Linked DNA regions of Gasterosteus aculeatus: region 2 is linked to region 1. Evidence: chromatin contacts called from public Hi-C data. All regions are on one chromosome and are shown on one strand. Each heading gives the region's core, a stretch centred on a gene start, on an enhancer-like site or on the middle of the called end of the contact. The rest is flanking DNA. Distances are from core to core; before and after follow the strand shown.

The links. Hi-C and Micro-C count contacts between places; a contact is called where the count stands out from the background.
Region 2: a Hi-C map of skeletal muscle shows a contact between it and region 1, with 2.2 times the contacts expected there. The contact joins two enhancer-like sites. A contact is called at or near these places in 3 of 6 Hi-C or Micro-C datasets (skeletal muscle and whole body).

What each region holds. Positions count from the first base shown.
Region 1 is chr6:13,824,332-13,828,765 of fGasAcu3.hap1.1, reverse strand. LOC120820733 (E3 ubiquitin-protein ligase NEURL1) reads left to right here. Exons shown (of 6, transcript XM_040178846.2): 6 at 1-1,691. Among protein-coding and RNA genes, the nearest start is that of LOC120820733, 27 kb to the left of the region's middle. Within about 2 kb of position 2,440, at least 2 of the 9 cell types and tissues checked have open chromatin away from gene starts, as enhancers often do.
Region 2 is chr6:13,866,216-13,870,649 of fGasAcu3.hap1.1, reverse strand. No RefSeq gene overlaps it. Among protein-coding and RNA genes, the nearest start is that of LOC120820733, 15 kb to the right of the region's middle. Within about 2 kb of position 2,594, at least 1 of the 9 cell types and tissues checked has open chromatin away from gene starts, as enhancers often do.

The DNA of each region.
Region 1 (4,434 bases), core at 1,191-3,690:
AATACAAACATTTCAGTGTGCTTAATATCGGTGTGTAAATTTATTCACTGCTAAAGAAATGAAATGTTTGAATATTGCCTTGTCCCCTCTGTCACTGCAATGCATTATACTGGAATTTGTTGTGCTTGACGGATGCTCAGACTTCTACAACTCTACCTGTTTTTTTTTCCCTCTTCCTGACCAAATACGACCTAACAGAAATTAGATTTTTGTGAAACATTTCTGATAGAAAAATAGTATAGATGAGTGATATTAACATGTACATGCTCATTTTTATTTATTTTGTTGGTGCATAGTTGGATTATAAACCTTACTCCATCTGTCCAGCTGATTTTAGTTTGCGGGAAATTTGACATTTTGAGGAATATGCTTTTTACTCGATGGGAGATACTTTTAAGTATTTCAAACATATGCTAACACTAGTACTTCAACTTTTGATACCGTGCATTTGTCATTATCATAGGTTAGTTTTTTTTTTACTTAAATCAACCATAATTATTTTGACAATAACATTATTGGATTCTCATCAAATGTGTACCTGAAAACAAAAAGTGAGCTTTAAAATGCGCTCATGTTTGATAACGGCGTTAACACATAAGCAGATCGCACCAACCCCCGGTTTCTCCTCCGGTAAAAGGTTTGCCCTACTGTCTCCTTGTGGAGATGAAATCAAAAAGCTCCCGATCTTGTATAACGTTCATTAAAAGATGGATTAGCTGGCTTGAAATAGCCAGATTTCATCAAACAGTAAAATATCTTCCCACAAGCTCACAGACAATAACCTCCAGAATTACTGTTCTACACAAGCAAGCTTTACCATGCGATTTAGTGCACGTTAGATGTGCTTGTAGGCATATTTGGTCATTTTGGAATTAGGGTTGTAAATCATCTCAGAATTTCATTAAATTGATTTCTTTGTACAATCATGCAATGCAATTTTGATTTGATTGAATTTAGGGGCTTGCAATCGATACGAGACTACATCATACCGCCATTTAACACCAACAGTGATCTTTATATTGACTCAAAAAAAGCAACTAAAATATGATTTAACCATTATGACTTGCTTGACACAAATGTGCCTCTAGAAGGCAGAGGATGATTTTATTAACGTTTTCACTTGGCATTGACGATATTAGATCGTTGAATTTATATACTGGGGTGTACCTCTGCACACTTACTCTGGGCAGCGGCAGGTTAACCATTTTCAGTCTTTTTGATAATCTAACTGGATTTTAAAGTTGTATCAATCACGTTAACAAATTCTTTGCCAGAAATCGAATAAGCATATTTTACAAGATGTCAGACATTTTGTCAAACAACATATAGGATACTAAAGAATGCTGTTAAAAGGAATAAACCATGGCATTGGTTACCAATTTGTTGTTGAAAAATATTAAGGCTACTTAGACTACTTGTGCATATTTCAATCATATCTTGAATTTGTGTTGTAGTGAAGCAGACATGCGTGGTTTGTATATATGATCATAATTTTGACAGGCTGTTATTCCAAATGTGACCAAATGTGTTCTGTCCAAGCAGTAACGATACCAGCAACTGGGCATTGTGCATTTTGGAAAAAGAAAATCAGCTTATAACTTTGGGTTTCTTGGCTTGAAATTCATGTCAGTTGTTAAACATTTTTACAGTGGTTTAATTATGTTGAGTTTGATAAATAAAGTATATAGAGTCACCTGTTTTTTTTTTGTTATTGCCTTATTATTTTTATATATTTCGAGCTGTTGTTTACTCGCAAGAGAAAGCCTATCGCTTATTTCGGTCCATGCATTTTACTCAATTTGCAATAGAAAGTTAAAATTGACCATTTACATTTCACAGATATTCCTCATAAGGTTTTTTGCAAAGCAGGAAACAAGTCAATCTGGCACAAACGATAAAGACAGAGAGCATAGGTGCCATCGCGTTTCCCATAGCTTGCATTATACAAACGGTTGATGTATTGCCTCATTAATGAAAATTCAATGTAGACAAAAGTTCGAGAATAAAAGGGCGGCCATCTTTAACACAAGCACTCACCACATCAGTGTACTTTACGAACACCCCGCAAAATACTACAGGAATAACAAAGCCATGGGCTTTTAGTAAACAGCTATAACTCACAGAGCAACTGTTTAGAGTTGTGGTATGTAGACCTGGCCAGAGGGAACATCATCGGTTATTTACGAGCCTGCCGGCTCGGCTCTAATGCGCCGCTGTTTTATGCAGCACTCCAACAGGCACAAATACAACCCACGATGTCTGGACATGAAACAGGCAGCGGTGGCTGCCGTTCATGGCCAAGTGTTCTCAAAAGGTGCCGGGTTCGGTGACAGTGACATGAATGCAGTACATCTTACTGGTGTCTGTGTACAGAGACTTTCCACTCAGACCTCTCAGTGAACCTGGCTGCCGGCCTTCTGAAGGCTTAAGGGCTTGGCAGACTTGTTTGAGCTGCGTTGGGGTATCTCTCCTCGACAGCTGTTTGGTCAAACCCGCGCACGCGCGCGCTCTATTAAGGTATCAAATTTGTATTCCGAAAAGGCGCGAGGGCATTGATTTTCGGTGTAAAATCTTTTCCTCTGAGTTTTCTGCGGTATCAAGGGACAGACTGTGAGGAGAAGCGCAATTATAGTCAAAAATACAACTTCATGGTGCAAAATTGATCTCAAGTCGACATCATCTAATTAGGGTTAATTAACACAGAGTTAAGCTTACTGTGATGCATTGCTCAATCTGTAATGAGAGGCTGAGTGCTGCTGCCCTCCAGAGGCCAGAAGCAGCACCAGCACCTCACAGAGAAACCCGCAAGTCAGAACCACAAGCGATTATTTAACAATGACGATGGGCTGGAGAAATGTTCATAGTGATACTCACTGTTTTTTAGAGAAGAGTCCACATGATTCATTTTAAAAGTTTTGTGAAAAACAAAAATGTACCAACACCTTTAGGCCAAAGGATTGGAATAGAGCCGATGTTTTTGCAATACATTTAAATAGTGGTGCAAGCAACTTGATTTTATTACCATTGCTTGCGTGCATGCGTCACATTCAGATAGGACATGTTAACTGTCATTTATACGAGACACAGTCTCATTCTCAAGAGACATGAAGTAACATGGCAAACGACCGGGGACATTTGATGGCCACAAACCAACAGGACCCAGTTAATGTCAAACCCTCCCTTTGTAGTCAAACATTCAAACTTTTTACCAATTAAAATTGATCAATTTGTCAAAATCATTTTGACTCAAAATCTCCTTATTGCACTTTTTCCCCAGAGCTATAACACCCTTCTTATATTGTCTATGCTATTTGTAACTACTATTTCTAATGTCAAGAACCTTGCTTATTCGATACATTCATTCCTAGTTTTAAACAACTTGTGACGCATCACCTCCAAATTTTGAATTATAAACATTTTGCTTTTACCTTTTTGTTATTTCTAACTGCTGTGACTTATCATTTTGTAATAAGCACAAGTTCTACACTTGAGCTACAAGACAATACGGACACACAGCCAGCAGACCAACACGGTATAAAGATGATGACCAGGTATCCATCGCTTAGTTCTAAGCCAGTGAGTAGTACGAGCTCGTAACGGAGGAAACAGCCTGCAGGGTGGACATTTTTCACATTAAAATCCTGTAGGCCATAAATCTTATTATATTTCAGGCACCAAAGCTAATAGATCAAAAATGAGCAGTGTCTGACAGTGGAAAAACTGAAGGTGACAATATTATGGACTTCAACTCTGCGCTGAAAAACTTTTGCTTTGTAGGATAAATTAAGCAGCCCAGTGGGCACAGAATGAAAGCCATCCATAACAAGGTCACGTGTGCAGGTTCTCCTGAAGCAGGGGCGGCTAGATGAGGCCAATCAAAGTGAATTGCAACACTACGCGGCTCTGTGTTAAGGGGGGGGGGGTGGAAGATATGTCAGGCAACCAAGTGTGATCTAATCTAATTGCATAACAGCATCCAGCTGGTCAAACGATTCATCGGTGTTAAAATGTGCAGAGATGAGAGTTTATTCTGGATGTCGACACATTAGAATTTAAGATCTTCTCCTTGTTCCAATGCAGCAAAACTGAGAAAGTTAACATAACCAGCAATTATGGCCGGTGATGTTTTAATGTTCTCTTTTGTTCTAAGCCACAATAGACGATTACTCACATGACGACTTAAAATACCCCATCTGGGATCCATGTCAAATTAAATACTTTAGCTGGTATGCTACGGCACAGGCCTTCAGATCTCCTCTGTAAATTACTAAAGAAAATATCCCAAACCAAGAGTGAGAACATTTATATATTTTTGTTTCATGGTGGCGAAAACAGAGACACGCACACTTTTTTCTGATAATGTCTACTCTTCTCATGTAACAAACGTGCACGCAAATTTGTTCTATAGCTGCGCTTGTTCAGCAAACAATCAAT
Region 2 (4,434 bases), core at 1,345-3,844, 42 kb before region 1:
CAACCTAGTCATGTATTTGAACTACTTTTTTGCAACTTTCCCTTTGAGTAACCGGACACTGAATATGGATTTGTTTGCCGTATTATTTTGGAAGGGATCTCAATACAGCCGGTATAATCAAGATCAAATGGAACTACTGTTTAAATAAGGACCTGAAAAGCCTATTCAATACACAGTAAGTAATTCAACTCAAACAAATGATTCACCATACAGATTATGAAAACTATGATATGCAAATGAAATGCATCAAATACAATAGAAAGTGTAAAAAATATAAATAGAACGATTTTCTAGTCTGCTACTAAACGTGTCCCACAACATGTCATTAACGCATTCAAACAAAGTGCTATCTGCCCATCAAACTAACAAAGCCACACAAATACTGATGCTATAGCCTTTGGCAAATTGGGGTTAAGTGTCTTGCCAAAGGACACGCTGACACGGACAATCTGAGTCAGAGATGGAATCGCCGACCCTCTGATTGAACGACAACCCGCTCCACCACTGAGAGAGATTTACACATTAAATTGGTAGTATATGGAGTAGCCAACTTCGTGTGTTGTTAGAGTTGCCTAAAGTTCCTGACACGATCAGAGTTCACCATTAATTGGCGCAATGTCTCCTCAAAAACAAGCCGAGAACGGGCCATTGGCTTGGCTTCCGTAATTGGTGCTTGCACCTTTCTAGAGATCTGCTCATTAATACAAATCCATACTCCATAATGCACTTCTATTTGGGTCCCGAGCAATAGACTTACAATGACATAGTTTCATCCCCTTGCACATTCTCAAATGTATGCCTGATTATTGAATAGTTTGCTAATTGGACCAGGCTATTTCAGAGTTATTCATAAAAGTTGTATTGCGTGCTTGACTTAATTTTTGCTACAATAAAATATTTCTGGTCTTCTTTTTCTTCTTTTGTTCTTGTACTATAGTGAGCAATGCAAAAGTTTTACCCATCGTACGTTTCGGCGGTGTAACAGCTAATAGGGGTCTCCTTTACACACACAGAGCAGTGTGTAAAGCACCACTAATAAATATTTCCCCTTTCTTGTGTCCCCAGAATTACATTGACTAAATGCAATCTAATGACTGGTTGTTTTTACTCTGATAAAATCAAATCTGTTCATCACAGTTAGGCTGGTGGCAAATATTTCATAAATAGTTAAATAAAACCCAAACTGTTTGCATTGACTCCACTAGTTTTGTCTTCTGGATGAACCGCCAATATAACATGAATTAACAATGTCCCCAGGTAATGACGTCTTGAGGGAATAAATGAATCATATAAAGTATGTATGTACTGCATGTATTTATTTAGGTACGTATGTCCGTATATATTTATACATACATTGTCAACAATACTAACATGCACAACTCTCCATACTCAATATGGTATTGTTGGGCCGGGGGAAATTGTTCTTCTGTAGACTATGCCAGGAGTTGATATGAGAAGCCCGAAATAGTATAAGAAATAGAGGGAAAACTCATCTGCCAACAGATTGCAGGGCAGAGTGACATTTTGATATCTTTCCTGCAAGTTTGATGTTAATGATTTGGCTTTGGATGGGGGACCTTCATAGAGCCTGAGCCATATGAGTGCAATTTCCGTCCTGGGGATGAAAGCACATCGATTGCCCTCTGATGGTTTTTACGGGGGGGCTGCTTTCACCCGGACTGACATTATTGAACTGCGTTCACCATTAATGCGGTGTTGAATCTGTGTAACTATATCAACAGGAATCCAGCAAACACACAACATGCTACATGCTGGTGTTGTGTAGATACGATGTAGATGACTCTCAGGGACATAATTGACCAGAACTTCCTGTGATAAGTGGGGCAGGTTCCCTTTAAAGGAATTAGGGTTACCACGGGAACGGGGCGTACGTGGGGTTAAAGGTGAGGGGATGACGGTGTAAACGGATGAGCGTTTGGTGGTGTGACTAAAACGGACACAAGGTGTGTAGCCAGGGAAGTGAAAGTTTACAGACTCTGTTAATCCCTGCGCTTCTACACTCTGCTATTTCAAGTCATCATTGTTTTTAAGTCAACATGCAAATCTTAGGGTAAAGTGGGATAATTTCATCTTCTATAATGGGGGGGGGGGGGGGGGCAAACCTCATGTGGTCCAGTGAATTAAAATAGCAGGAACTGAGCAAGCCAACCACAAATGGTAGGCATAAAAAATGGGCTTTAGAGTCTCTGTAATTGATTAACATTGCAATTAGACTTTGCAATCGGCAAAACCGTCAAATTTGATCCCCGCTGGTGTGCAGTAGGAGTAGGGAGGCTGCTGTTGGAAGCCTCTCTGTCTTTTTGAATCCGTCTCCCAGTGTCTGCTTGGATTACGGAATCATCCACAGCTGCCGCTGCCGCCTGATGGGGTTTATGCTCGGGTTAAATGCTGAAATGTGCTCAAGTGATCCCTTTATAGGCCAAACTTTACTAAATTGACCTACAAAGACACAGAGGAATGCAACTATGAAGGAATGTGTCTCGACAAAAGCCTCACGTGAAGATATAATACACACTATCTCTTGTTTGCAATGATGCTAGTAACTTAACATATAGTATAATATAGTTAAGTGCAAATATTTATTTACTTTAGTTTGTATGCATGTAGATAATACAGTATGATGTAGTTCGAGGTAGTATTACATGCCTGTTCAAAAATACAGTGAAATAAAAAGTTGGAAGGACGTGATGGCTTTACAGTAATACAGTTGTTACTGAGCCATGACAGCTTTCAAGAGTTGTCTTCGTCAGAGAATATTTTCATGTAGCCAAGACAACGATGGCAAAATGTGAACTCGTACTTGTCTGTGCAAAAATCCCTTTGTAAAGCATGGCTAAATGTGCCTTCCTGCCGCTGAAAGCTGAACAAACACTCAATATATATTTAATCCATCTTGCTGCTTGGCTGCAGTTAACGGTTGAGTAATGACTGATGTCCTTATACTTTAAATAGAAAATTACCAGTTTGGCTACAATCTACACCAGTAATAGGAACACCTTGTGATATTTAGCACCCAATGCAAGACTGCAGAGGTTGCATATTTACCCGGAGGGCACACATTGACCTTTGCTCTTTTTACTTAATTTTCCGTCAAAATATAAATATGGAACATTGAAGACTCACCTTTGCACAGCAGAAGGTGCACTAAAGGGCAGGGGTGATTTTGGAAGTCAAATGTGTGTGCATTACTGTGGTATAAACATAAACCCATATGCATGTCAAGGAGTCTAATCATGTCCTTCATTACAATAAGTACGTAACGGTCAAACCGAGCTCTTTCTCCTGCATAATGACCAGGGAATCAGAAGCCAACTCTGCCCGAAAACAATGCAGCACATTATCCCCAATTCCGTTCCCCCGTTGTTGGCGGGAGTTCTGCTTGTCCCTTCCTCACCGCCACTAATAGTCTGGAGTTAAGGAAGCACCACGGATGGTTGTTCCGACCTAAACACGTTGCGCAAAAGCCAAAAACACCCACAGGAGCCTCTCATCTCATCCAATCCAATTTACTATCTGGTTCTTTAGCCTGCTCACTCATCTCTTTTTGTTTCTCTTTTTCTCTCACAACTAAGACCCACAATCCCTTCAGATCTCAAGAGGCTTAATCAGTGTCTGTGTCAGACTACTTCACCACAGCCTTTGGCCACAGCGGATATTATCCATCTTTTCCTTCTAACAAATCTGTCAATCCACTCAACGGGAAATGAAACTTCTCCTTTTGCAGAGAAGAAAACTGTTTTTCTGCAGCACCCTGCCGACAAAAAAAAAAAAGAGAGAGAGAAAGGAAGCAGAGCAACATGAATTCAACATTAAATACACAACGAAGATGGCTCGGAGGTGATGGGGAAAGTGGCACAGGCTCCGTGAAAAAGGAATATCAGAAATAAAATATTGGTCTCAAATTCACAATGTATGCAAAGAGGTAACCAACCAAGGGAAAGCTTGCTTTGATTTGACTCAATTTGCATAAACCCTCCCAACTATGCTTTTAATAAGTGATCTTCACCCAGGGAGTTGCCGGTGCATAGAAGATTAGCATATTCCAGACAACATAACTACCGGTTGGTTTAGAAAAAAGAAATAAAGACAGACACAGAAAAAAGATTGGAGGAAAAAATTGGCGTGAGGGCAAATCAGAGGAGTGGCGGGGGAGAAATGTACCAAACAGACCAGTTTGTTTGGAATATCATTTTCCGTAACACAGCAACAAACAGCTACTGCTGGAGAAATAAACATCCTCTGTTGTTAATTTTTTAATGGCTGTGTTGTTTCATAGTGCCCCCTAGTGGTTTGAAAGAAGCTTCCTGTGATTCTGGATGTATTGGTTGATCAGAAAAGCAAATGTATGCAACTGCAGAGTAAGACCAGCGGAGACTGAGGGCAGAAATGTGCAGGAGAGGGAGGTATGAGGGA